2 separate regions of the Mus musculus genome follow, and region 1 is linked to region 2. The links are chromatin contacts, called in public HiChIP or PLAC-seq maps. All regions are on one chromosome and are shown on one strand. Each heading gives the region's core, a stretch centred on a gene start, on an enhancer-like site or on the middle of the called end of the contact. The rest is flanking DNA. Distances are from core to core; before and after follow the strand shown.

What was found. HiChIP or PLAC-seq counts read pairs in DNA pulled down with a chosen protein or histone mark.
Region 1: an H3K27ac HiChIP or PLAC-seq map of embryonic stem cells shows a contact between it and region 2, with 23 read pairs. The contact joins the promoter of Phlda3 here to the enhancer-like site in region 2. A contact is called at or near these places in 4 of 39 promoter capture datasets (3T3-L1-derived adipocytes, the SN4741 cell line and embryonic stem cells), 2 of 15 datasets of contacts at CTCF or cohesin (the NIH/3T3 cell line and embryonic stem cells), 7 of 484 Hi-C or Micro-C datasets (the G1E-ER4 cell line, the MPC-11 cell line, embryonic stem cells and 1 more), 10 of 115 datasets of contacts at active chromatin or transcription factors (bone marrow-derived macrophages, embryonic stem cells, epiblast stem cells and 5 more) and 3 of 9 other capture datasets (adipose tissue, embryonic stem cells and liver).

Annotation. Positions count from the first base shown.
Region 1 is chr1:135,762,156-135,767,603 of GRCm38.p6, forward strand. It overlaps Phlda3 (pleckstrin homology like domain, family A, member 3), which reads left to right and starts at 3,930. Exons shown (of 2, transcript NM_013750.2): 1 at 3,930-4,739. The coding sequence starts at 4,294. The coding sequence ends at 4,671.
Region 2 is chr1:135,672,657-135,678,679 of GRCm38.p6, forward strand. It overlaps a transcript of Nav1 not described here. Among named protein-coding and RNA genes, the nearest start is that of Gm32835, 12 kb to the right of the region's middle. Within about 2 kb of position 4,470, at least 24 of the 459 cell types and tissues checked have an H3K27ac peak or open chromatin away from gene starts, as enhancers often do. A contact at or near this core is called in embryonic stem cells and epiblast stem cells, where this site is marked.

The DNA.
Region 1 (5,448 bases), core at 2,680-5,179, 89 kb after region 2:
CTATATTTTTCTGTTTTGCCCACTCATAAGTAAATGTTTACCGAGGCCGGCCTGGGGTGGTGGTGCACACTTCCAGCTCTTGGGAGGCAGAGGAAGACAGAGTTCGAGGCCAGCTTGGCCTACAGAGCAAGTTCCAGGACAGCCAAGGCTACAGAGAAACCCTGTCTTGACAAACAAAACAAACAAACAAACAAACAAACAAACAAACAAAAAGTGTTTACTGTGAGCCAAACAGCATCTGATACTGGAGCTATGAGGATGAAGAAGATTGGGAACTCTTGCTGGCATAAAGCCTATATTTTAGGACAGGACAAACAGTAGTCAAATAGGAAACATAGAGCTGAGAGGGTGATGCAAGTGGAGCAGAGAGGGGGACATGGTGTGTCTGTGGGGAGCGGGTAGAAGGTTGAAGCAGGGTATTGGGGAAAATCTCATGAAAAAGGTAAGAAGATAAAGAACAAAGAACTGCGGGAGGTTGTAATGCTCCCTTCAGTCAGAATGCAAAGTGCAAATATCATGAGGAAGGGGGTTGAGGTTAGAATCTAGAGCAGGTCCCAGACCAGCAGTCCCAGAGGGCCTTGCCGGCATGTTGCTGCGTTCATCTTACTCGTCACTCTTGTGGATCCTGGGCAAAGTGTATCATCATTTTACATAGTTGACTTTTTTTTTCTTTTGAGACAGGGTCTTACTATGTAGCTCAACCCAGCCTAGATGTAGACCAGACTAGCCTCAAACTTGTGGCAGTCCTCCTGCCTCTGGAGTGCTGGGATTATAGGTGTGTATTATTATGCTGGATTAGTTTAAAATTTAATATTAATATATTTTATTTTTGAAAATTTGTTTACATTTATTTTAGACAAGAAAAACCTTGATTTTTTTTTTTTTTTTTACCCTCCATCCCCCTAGACAAAGTTTCTCTGTGTAGCCCTGGCTGTCCTGAAACTTGCTTTGTAGACCAGGTTGGCCCGAAACTCAGAGATTTGCCTGCCTCTACCTGCTGGGTGCTGGACTGAAGGCGTGCACCACCACTGCTTCAGCCTTGCCTGTTTTATCCTTTTGCTTTTATTTGTAGTTATTACAGCTCTGCATCCCTCTGCCACGTTCTACACTGTCGATAAAATTATCTTTACTGCTGTTCCTTTGTCTAGCAATGTATTACTCCCTGGCTTAATTTCTTCAAGTAAATGTTTAAAACAATAGCTCTAGGGCTGGAGAGAATACTCCACTGGAGAGCTGGCTCAGCTGAGTACTGACTGTTCTTCCACAGGACCTGAGTTCAATTCCCAGCACCCACGTGGTAGCTCACAAATACAGATATAAATGTAGGCAAAGCACCAAAGCACATAAAATAAAAATAAATGATTAAAAAGATAAATCCAGTTACTTTGTTGGTTGGTTGGCTGACTGTGGCTCTTCACCCAGCTGTGCGTGTCCCTCCGCGTGGTCTCTTCCGTCCTTACAGTAAGTAGAATGTAGAATGGGACATTCATAGCTAGAGACATTCTTGGCTCACTCCCTGCCCCCTCCTCAGGGCATTTTGAGTCAGCCCCAAACAGCTGGACTCAGCTTGCCTGACAGGGCAGATCAGCTTTCTATTTGGTAGGGGGAAGGGGAGGTGGCAGCTCTGAGTTGCTACAGGGGACATTCTGTCCATCTGTCCCATGTGGGGTCAACAAGTCAGTAAGAGTCCAATCAGAGTCCCAGGACCCAACCTTCCTTCCCCGGGTCAGGGGCCTGGTTCCTGCTCCTGGTGTAGTAACCCTGATGGGGAGGCACGCTCTGCACCCTCTGCTCTTGGAAACTTGATCTCAATATTTAATTAGTACAACCCGGACCTGAGTCCCCCTCAGATAGGGCTTCCAGGAAAGAAGCCAGTCCTGGGGGGAACTGAATTATCTTTCCTAACCCCAGGAGGTCACGTGACTGCAGGGTCTCAAGATGACTCCTGGATTCCAAAGACTGACTCTGGCCATTGGGACAGCAGTAGAGGGGCCCAGAGCATGATGCTCCACGGAGTTTCCTCCTAGGCCCCTTTGCTCACTCTCTTTTTACCTGATGTCACCACCCTTTCCCTTCCTTTCTCCACCGCTTAGAAGCCTCTAACCCTCCAGCCAGTAAGGAAAGAGTGTGGGTGGCCATGTCATGTGTTACAAGGGCTCAGTGTTTATGGAGAGGCAGGGTGATGTCACCAGCAGATTCCAGGTCCTGTAAGCCACCAATACATTCATGCCCTAGACTCTCTGATTACAAAGCTGCAGGATCCCGGTTAAGTTGTTTGAGTTCTCTGCCTTGTTTTTTTTTTCCCTCATGAGAAAATGTGAGCAAAACACTATGCCCTATCTCTCATGAGAATTTAAAGCATGGGGGAGGGCTCTGTAAATTTTGTCTTGAGAATGATCCAGTAGTTATAGAAAGCATCAGTGAACGAGAAGGAAGCAGTAGAGATGGGCTCAATGGAGACACTCCTCCCGGTCCCACTCCCACCCCCATTTCCTAAAGGAGAGAGGGTTGGTTAAGGCAGGATTCTGCCAGGTTGGTCAACTCAGCAGTCCCTAGAAGAAGGCTGAGGGGAAAGCCACACCATAGTGGCTGGCCGACAAGTCCCTAAGGGCACTGTCTAATCTCTCTCCTGGAGTGGCATTGTGGGAGTTGGGAGCTGAGGGACAGGGAGAAGGTCAGAGGGAGGGACAGACAGGGCTCTGGATGGGAAACTGATGACTCTTTCTCTCCACAGCTGGCTTGGTTCTGCAGGGGAGGATACCCCCGGCTCACAACAGAATCCTCCCTGTGCCCGTTAGTTTTTCGACACCGAGGACCAAAACAGGAGGTGTGAGTACAAAGAGGTCTTCTTTCTGACTAATTATTTATCATTAGTCCCAGAACCTTTACGATTAACATGTCCATGAGTAGGTGTTTAAGAAACTTTGGCCTGGAGGGGTTGACCAAGAGGGCCAGATGAGGGAGGTCCTAGGAGAGACATCTTTCTCCGGCTTCTGACCTTATATGATGGAAGACATAGTAGGAAGAGAGAAATAACTGAGTTGGCAGATCTGTCCCGGGTCTTCACGAATGGTCACTAAGTTGCTCTTCGCAACAATCCTACCAGATCAGAATGGATTAGTTATCCCATTTGATACATGAAAGTATGGAATAAGGTTAGAGCCATTGGCCAGGTAGGAGAGGTTTGAAGTCAACTGAGAAAAGCCTGTCTCCCTTCAGCATAGTGTCCCAGGAGAAGCCCATTCTCTGCTGTGGACTCTGCAGAGAAGCCACAAGGCTGAGGGCTAACTGCAGTAGGCATGGTTGGGCTCCAAGTCAATGCTCTGTGAGACAACCCCACACCCACAGCACGTGTGTCTACTTCCCATTGATCCATCAGGATTTCTCTCTCCCCACTTTATACACACTATTTTCTAACGCCTACCTAAGTAGAGGCAGGGAAAGGTGGGAGAGTAGGTTGTCAGATCTGTGGCCAGCCTCCCTTGAGCCCAGCAGAGAGACATCTGCTGATGATGGTGGACAGACCCAACACTAGCTTTTGGCAGAGGCTGGGCGACCAGAACTCTCGTGCTCTGAGAAGCAGCGGGTATTTGACACCCACCCTGCCATGGTGCCACTGCGTTATCGTCAAGCCGGCCCCACCCCAGGCCAGCAATGACCTGGCTCCTCTAGGAGAGGATCCTCGGCCCTCCCCCACTTCTCCTCTTTCTCCTTCTGCTATGCCCCGGGTGTGAGGCCGGGGTGAACGGTTGAGGCTGGGGGTCGGGTGAGGGGCTCGGAGCGGTGTTTTAAGAAGGGGCAGCCCGCAGGCTATTGAGAAAGCAGCCCCCTCCCGGGCCCGCGCTGCTGATGGGTGTTGGAGCCCCACTGCAGCCCCGCCCCCCGGGGCCCTGTCCGGGCGGGTGCGCGGCGCAGAGGGGAGGGCCAGCGGGGCAGGAATGCGCGGCGGGCGGCGCAGGAGGCGAGCGGTGGAACATGTAAGGGCACATCCCGCCAGCAGCCGCCCAGCTCGCAGACGGAGCGCAGGGGAGCGGGCGTGCGGGCGGCGAGGCGCAGGGCACCGGGTAGAGGCTCGGGGAGGTCGAAGCGGCGCGCAGGGTTCCAAGCCGGCGGCGAGAGAGTAGCATCGCACGAGCCTCCCGGTACCCGCTGTCTGCGAGGCGGCCCGGGCCGCAGGCTCGACCGCACAGGGAGCAAGGCCAACCAGCTCCAGGGCGCGAGAAGCCGGCGCTGTAGAGCCGGGACAGCCGGGATCGCCGCAGCCTCCAGAGCTGTGGGAACCTCGGGGTGCCCATGACGGCGGCGGCGACCGTGCTGAAGGAGGGCGTGCTGGAGAAGCGCAGCGGCGGGCTGCTGCAGCTGTGGAAGCGGAAGCGCTGCGTGCTCACCGAGCGCGGGCTGCAGCTCTTCGAGGCCAAGGGCACGGGCGGCCGGCCCAAGGAGCTCAGCTTCGCCCGCATCAAAGCCGTGGAGTGCGTAGAGAGCACCGGGCGCCACATCTACTTCACGCTAGTGACCGAAGGCGGGGGCGAGATCGACTTCCGCTGCCCCCTCGAAGACCCTGGCTGGAACGCTCAGATCACCCTGGGCCTGGTCAAGTTCAAGAATCAACAGGCCATCCAGACTGTGCGGGCCCGGCAGAGTCTTGGGACTGGGACCCTTGTGTCCTAAACCATGAGGCGTATCATTTTATCGACATGCCCCCCCTCTCCCATCTCCGTGCCCAGAAGACATGTCAGGTGAGTCCCAGAGCACTGAATCCTCTCTCTTCTTCCTCCTCTGCTCTCTATAGAAAACCAGGGGCTTTGATTTCTATCCCAAAGCTGGACGATCCCAGAGAAGGTTGTTGGGACCAACAGAGCGTAGATCCGAAGAGAATGTGTTTTTGGAAGCCGGGCCTTTTGCCAAGTGAGCAGAGCAGGCCCTTTCCCTAGGGCACCAGGCAGGAGGGTCCTTAATGTAACCCAAGTGTCGGAGAGGAAGATGGGTGGGAGCACGGAGAGAGAGCACGGGTGGGATAGGCCTCCTCAGAGATTGGTTCACTCACCATAGGACTCCTGCGTTGTATGACTGTCTTCCAGAATGAATGCATGCTGGAGAATGTAAGTGTTGAACTGCGATGACAACTCACTACGGTGTAGTTATCGAAGGAGTTATAAGGGCTTGCGAACAAAACCATGCTGTCTTAGGTCCCTACGTGGGGCCTCAGTGGAAGGCTGGGCTGAGCCAATGGCTTCAAAAACTCATTCTTGATAATGGATCTGGGGCTCCAGGGCTGAGGTGTGGGAGCATAAAGGAGTGTGAGATGTGGAATGTGAGATGTGGCCGGGACATCATTGCAGGGATGATAGGCCTGGCCTATCCATGAGTGCTGGCCAAAGGCATGCTGGGCCAGAGGAGGAGAAGCTAGAAGAGGGATGGGTGGCTGAGAACAGGATGGGGCCATGC
Region 2 (6,023 bases), core at 3,220-5,719:
GCCACTAAGGGGGCCTGCGGTCTGGCAGCATCACAGAGGGCTGGAGAGCCAGGAGTAGGAGCTGAGAGTCACTGGGTGACTCTGATGCCCTCTGCACTAGAAAGGAGCCCACAGCCCTGAGCTCTCATGGTGATAATTGCCACCACAGAGCTGTCCACCAGGCCTCTGGCTCTTCCGAGAAGATAGATGCTTTTCCGGGGCTTCTTGATGCTTGGCCTGGCCTTGGAGTGTGGTCACCCCATTCCCATGTTGTCTACACAGGCAATGGAGGGTGTCCTCTCCTCTAGCTAGGCAGGGGCAAAGGCCCCTGAGGTCCATCAGGGGTCTCTGGAGGGATAAGGACTGCTCTGTAGACCCAGTTACAGTTCGGGGTGGGCACCTGAGAGCCAGGAGAAAGGAGAGCGGGTAGATACTGCTCAGCCGCTCCACCTTCTCATCCCCACACCTCCCTCCCCACTTGGAAGCCTCCAGCCTCGTTCCCTGGGCTTGACTGAATTCCTAAGAGGCCAGGAGGAGCCATCTTTATCTCCCAGGATCTTTCCTGCCTCTCCTGCTGTTGCCTTTTCCCATCTCCCAGGACCCTGAGTTGCCTCTGCTGTGCTTAACACCCGTGATCATTGGCTTTTTCCCAACCATTCTTACAAAAAGCACCTCACCTTGCTCTCTATGAACATCTACCTCATCGCAAAATGAGAAATATTCAGTGAGCAGACGAACGGACCCAGCATTAACAAATCTCTCTTGGCCCTGACCTCCTAAGTCTCCAGCCTCAAGTTTTCACACGGGTCTCTTTCCATTCTCAGGAGGTCCTTGAACGGCAGGCCCCAGGCAGGGTCACATGCCAACACCAGAAGCTGGCATCAAACCCTAGCATACACCTGCTGAACCGGCCTCATTGCATCTCTCATCCAGCACCCGGAACTCAGCTGGGTCCGCCCCCGCTTGGCTTTTCTTTTTCCTGGCCTCTCTTCCGGAAACACGTTTTTCCTTCCTTTAGACCTCGGTGCTTCCTGCACAGGAAGAAGGACTTTGGATGTGGGGTGCTATTTATAGTGTGGCTCCCTCCTTGTAGACCTCACTGAGGAAGGGGCCACCGCACAGGGACTGCGGTGGAGGACACTGGCTTTCCGTGATCCTTGACATCAGGACGAGAAACCTGAGATCGCAGATGAGTATCAGAGTTGAAGTGTCTCTTGGGTTCCAACCTGGGTTTCTTTGATGATGTCTGTATGTGCAAGGGCCCCACAACTCTCCCAGTGCCCTGGAGCCCTAACTTCAGAGGCAGAGCCACAGGCTCTACTTGTGGGGAGAACCTGAGGTCCGTTTTGTAAGAAAGAGACTCAGAGAGATTTATATGAATTCTGTCCCAAGGGACAGATCAGTCATAACCCAGGCTAAAAATCCCTTGACACTTGCCTAACACATCACACCTACAAAGGAGTACTCCAGCTGTGGTGGCATCTTCGGGTGGACTGAAGGTGTCACCAGTAAAGACAGTTGAATTCCAATTTTTCTCAGAAGATGGTTTTATTTGGAGTAGGGTCATGGCAGATATAATTGGTTAAAATGACGTCTGGTCGAGGTAGGAAGTGGGTCTCTCACCCGATATGACCTCTGTACTAACAAGAGGGCCATTTGGACACAGACACACACAGCAATCAGACAATATGAGAGGGCCACAGGAAAACCATGTGGTCTCCATAGTGATGGACCATAGTGATGGAGAGGAAGTCTGGATTGATGGATCTGCAGACCAAGGGAGGCCAAGTGCTGGCAAACACTGGCAGTGAGAAGAGGCAAGAGGGACTCTTCGCTGTGGGTTTCATGGTATGAATGTGACACTACTGTTTTTTAAGGACTTATTTGTCATTGTATGTGTATGGGTGTTTTGCCTGCATGCATGTCTGTGTACCATGTTGATGCCCAGTGCCCACAAAGGCCAGAGGAGGATGTTGAATCCCCTGGAACAGGAGGTACAGACAGTTGTGAGCCATCATGTAGGTTCTGAAAATTGAATATGGGTTCTCTGAAAGAATAGCCAGTGGTCTCAACACTGAGCTAGCCCTCCAGCCCTTGCCCTACTGTTATCTTGATTTTAGACTTTCAGTTGCTAAAACCGTAAACAAATGAACTTCTTGGAGGAATCTTGTTGTTTGTTCAGTTTTCTGAGACACTATACAAAATAGCTTGTTTGTTTGTGTTTGAGGCAGTGTCTCACCACGTGACTCTGGCTGGCTTGGAACTCTCTATGTAGACCTGCCTCTGCTGGGATTAAAGAACGCACTACCGAAACTAGCTTTTTCTTTTTAGATTTACTTGTTGGGATTGGAGAGACATACATGTAAATAAAAGAGTTTAAAAAAATCAAAACTATTCAGTTATTTTATGTGTATGGCTGTTTTTCTGCATGTATGTATGTATGTATGTATGTAGTATGTATGTAGTATGTATGTATGTATGTATGTATGTATACCATCTGCCTGCCTGGGGGCCAGAGGAACACATTGGATTCTCTGAGACTAGAGTTACAAGTGGGTGCTGGGAACCAAACTCGGGTCCTTAGTAAGCAAAGCCAAAGTTCTTAACCACTGAGCCATCCCTCTTTCTAGCCCCGATGAGACGGGGCTTTTCTGTGTAGTCCAGGTTAGCCTCCAACTCTATCCTCCTGCCTCAGCCTCTGCATGTTGGGATTACAGGCATCACCATATACTGATGAGCTTCTGCCACCCAGTTTGTTACAGCGGCCACAGGACACCTGATATGACACCGGCTTGAGGGAGGAGGTCTCTAAGAGGAAAGAAGCTTACATGAGCTGCACCAAGGGGTACAGAGGGTTCCACTCCTAGGCCAGTGATCCTCTAAAAATACTGCTCCTGCTCTTGGCTCTCCAGCCATTGTGTATCTCCCACAGACCGCAATCGCTCCACCCTGCTGGGTGTTCCTTTGTGAAACCTTATCTGTCCTTCCTCTCCCAGCGGGGCTAAGCTCAGACCTTCCATAGCTGGAGTGTGGCAGTGGGTTTGTTGCCCCAGCTCCCCTTTTCCAGACCATTAGTCATCAACATTGCTTTATCAACGCTCCCTGTGAATCAGACTCATGCTGAGTGCTGGGTTCCCAACCGTGCACAGTCACACACAACCCCCAATCCCACCCCCGCCTGGGACAATACCCCTGTTAGCCGGCTGCCCCCCTCGGGGTCTCCACCCTCTCCGTCACCAACAGGACCCTGTTCTGCTCAGGCCCCTTTGTCTTTCACAGGCAGGGACAGACACACCTGCCTGTTGACACACACCAGTTCAATACAGACCAGTGAACTTGGAGAGAGCACACCACCCTCTACCGAGGAAGAGTCTGCACTGCACAGGGTGGAGGTGGCTGCAGTCTAGAACAGAATGGAAGGTCACCATAGGAACCAAAGATGGTCTAGAAACAAAGTCAACAAGGACACGTCTAGGACTCCTCTAAGGGTTGCCACAATTGCTTTTACTCTTCTCTCCTTTCACCCTCCCTGGGTTGGGTTGCACTGAGTTGCCCAGGCTGGCCTCAGACTGACAGTGGAGCCCAGGTTTGCCTGGAAGTTGTGATTACCTGACTTTACCCTCCCAAGTACAAAGACCATGCTCATCTCCCTACTGGTGTATCCGAGCCCTCGGAACCCCGATGGGTATCACAGTTGCCCGGTGGTGTAATTAAGGACCACAGCTTATAAGCTGTGGTCCTTTCATATCAGAAACGAAAAGACGCAAAGGGCTGAGTGTGTTCGATTATGTCAGCAATCCCAGAATGCACGGAGATAAGCAGGAGGATTGCTACAAGTCTGAGCCGAGGCTGGATCACACTGTGAGACTGTGCAGAAACAACACAAACAACACAACACAAACCAAATCCTACAGCTCAAGGAGGATGTGTCTATCAAACTTGGCAGAACCAAAAAATTTCTTTTACCTGTAAGTAATTTATGCTCGGCTAAAACATCAGACTCAAACTAGAACACATTCCACTATTCGTTCTTATAGAATTCATTATAGACAAAACTAATTTATGGCGATACACATCAGCTCTGTGACACAGCTGTGGGGGTTATCTACTGATGAAAAGGACGGGGACGGGGGATAGGCTCTTGGAACAGTTCTGTGTCGTCAAAAACACATCAAACCAGACACTTACGATCTGTTCACATGACTGTTGGTAAATTTTATTTTGATTTAAATGAAAATCATATACAACAAAAAAGAAAGAGGGCATTTCCTTTTTATTTGTAAGGAAGTCTAGATTTTCAGAAGACTGCAGGGGACTGCGGGATCCTATTTCCTTCTCTGAATCTCGCCAGGCCTATTTAGGACCCTGTCCAGGCTTAGTACAAAGATGCAGGTGGAAGAAAACAGAGCAGCAACCTCAGCCCTAGGACCACGGAGCCTGGCTCTTTCCAGCTTTGTAAGGCAGAGCTCTGCCTCAGAGGCAACTAGGCAGAGAGCTCCCGGATGTCCCATTGTCATGGAGATGGACCCATCTGCCTTTTAACCCACAAGCCAATTCAAACCTCCCACCTTTCCATATTTTTTGCCTCAGTTACATCTGCGATCCCTCCTTCTGAAGCCAGTGCTATTTGTAATACTCTGAGACACAGACTAGACCAGATAATGGGTCAGTCTTGCCAAACAAAACCTCGGGTCACACTCATTACACACACACACACACACACACACACACACACACACTGCAGTCGGGTCACACTCATTACACACACACACACACACACACACACACACACACACACACACACACACACTGCAGTCTGGGGCCCAGTGGACTCAGTGGGATTATATATCTCAGAGCTGGCACAGGACATACCTCTCTGATCCCATGACAAGGTAACATTGTCCCACCACATGTCTGGTGTATAAATACCCTATTGGGAATAAATCCTCCCAAAAGAGTAATCTGCAGTGCTGGGGCTGCATGTTTGATGCAACAGTGACTTCGTTCAGTCACTTTCCTGTCTGACACAGACCCTCTGTGGGCCAATTGTTAGTAAGTATAGAAACATGGGTCCCTGAACATGGGTCAGGGCCAACGGTCATAAGCAACATTCACTTTGTACCAGAGCACCAGCTCCTCCCTGGAGCACCACACCAGAGCACCAGCTCCTCCCTGGAGCACCACACCAGAGCACCAGCTCCTCCCTAGAGCACCACAATTCTGAAGATCAGCTAATGCCACCATTGTCTTCTGGATAAGAAAACTGAAGGTTGGGGAAATTACAGGATCCCAAGTCAGGCCTGTGAGTTTTCTCTAAAATCACACTTCAGAGGCCCAACATCAAAGAGAGGCAGAGGAAGCAAGAGGTGGCCACCAAGACAGCCAGGAAAGTCTGGATCCAGGGTACTGGGGGGGGGGGGGCTGATAAGGGGGATAGATAGGCATTCCCGCCCCGCCCTGCCCGCCCCCCCCCTCCAGCCTCAGTTGAGTTTAAAGGTGACTTTGATCCCTGAGTAACCAATCTGTAAATGTTTTCCGAGCCCCTACTATGTGCTGTCCATTTTTCTCAGCCCTGCTCTGGCTTCACAGACCTCAGGCCATCCCCTGCCCATCACCCCCCAAAACGGAGGCCTTTGTGTAGGCTTGGGTGTGGGTGCAGAGAGGCCACAGTGTCTGCAGCCAACTCCGTGGCAGTCCTCATCCACGTCCCAAGGCCACCCAGCCACGTGCTCACTGTCTAGATTTCTCTAGCAGCCTCTGATTTCTCTAAAGGCAAGAAGGAGGGGAAATGCCTCCGGTGTGGTGTGGTGTGGTGTGGTGTGGTGTGGTGTGGTGTGGTGTGGTGTGGTGTGGTGTGGTGTGTTTGTGATGGCATTTAAAAGGGGACTGGGAGTAACCACAAGGCTGGACAGCATAGATCTGTAAAATGGGAGTGGCCCATTTATTTGCCCTAAACTAGCTAAGCATTTTAGCAAAGAGATTTTAATGAGTTGTAAATCTGACATAGGCTTAACTTTATGTTATTCTCAATTCTGATGAGAAAA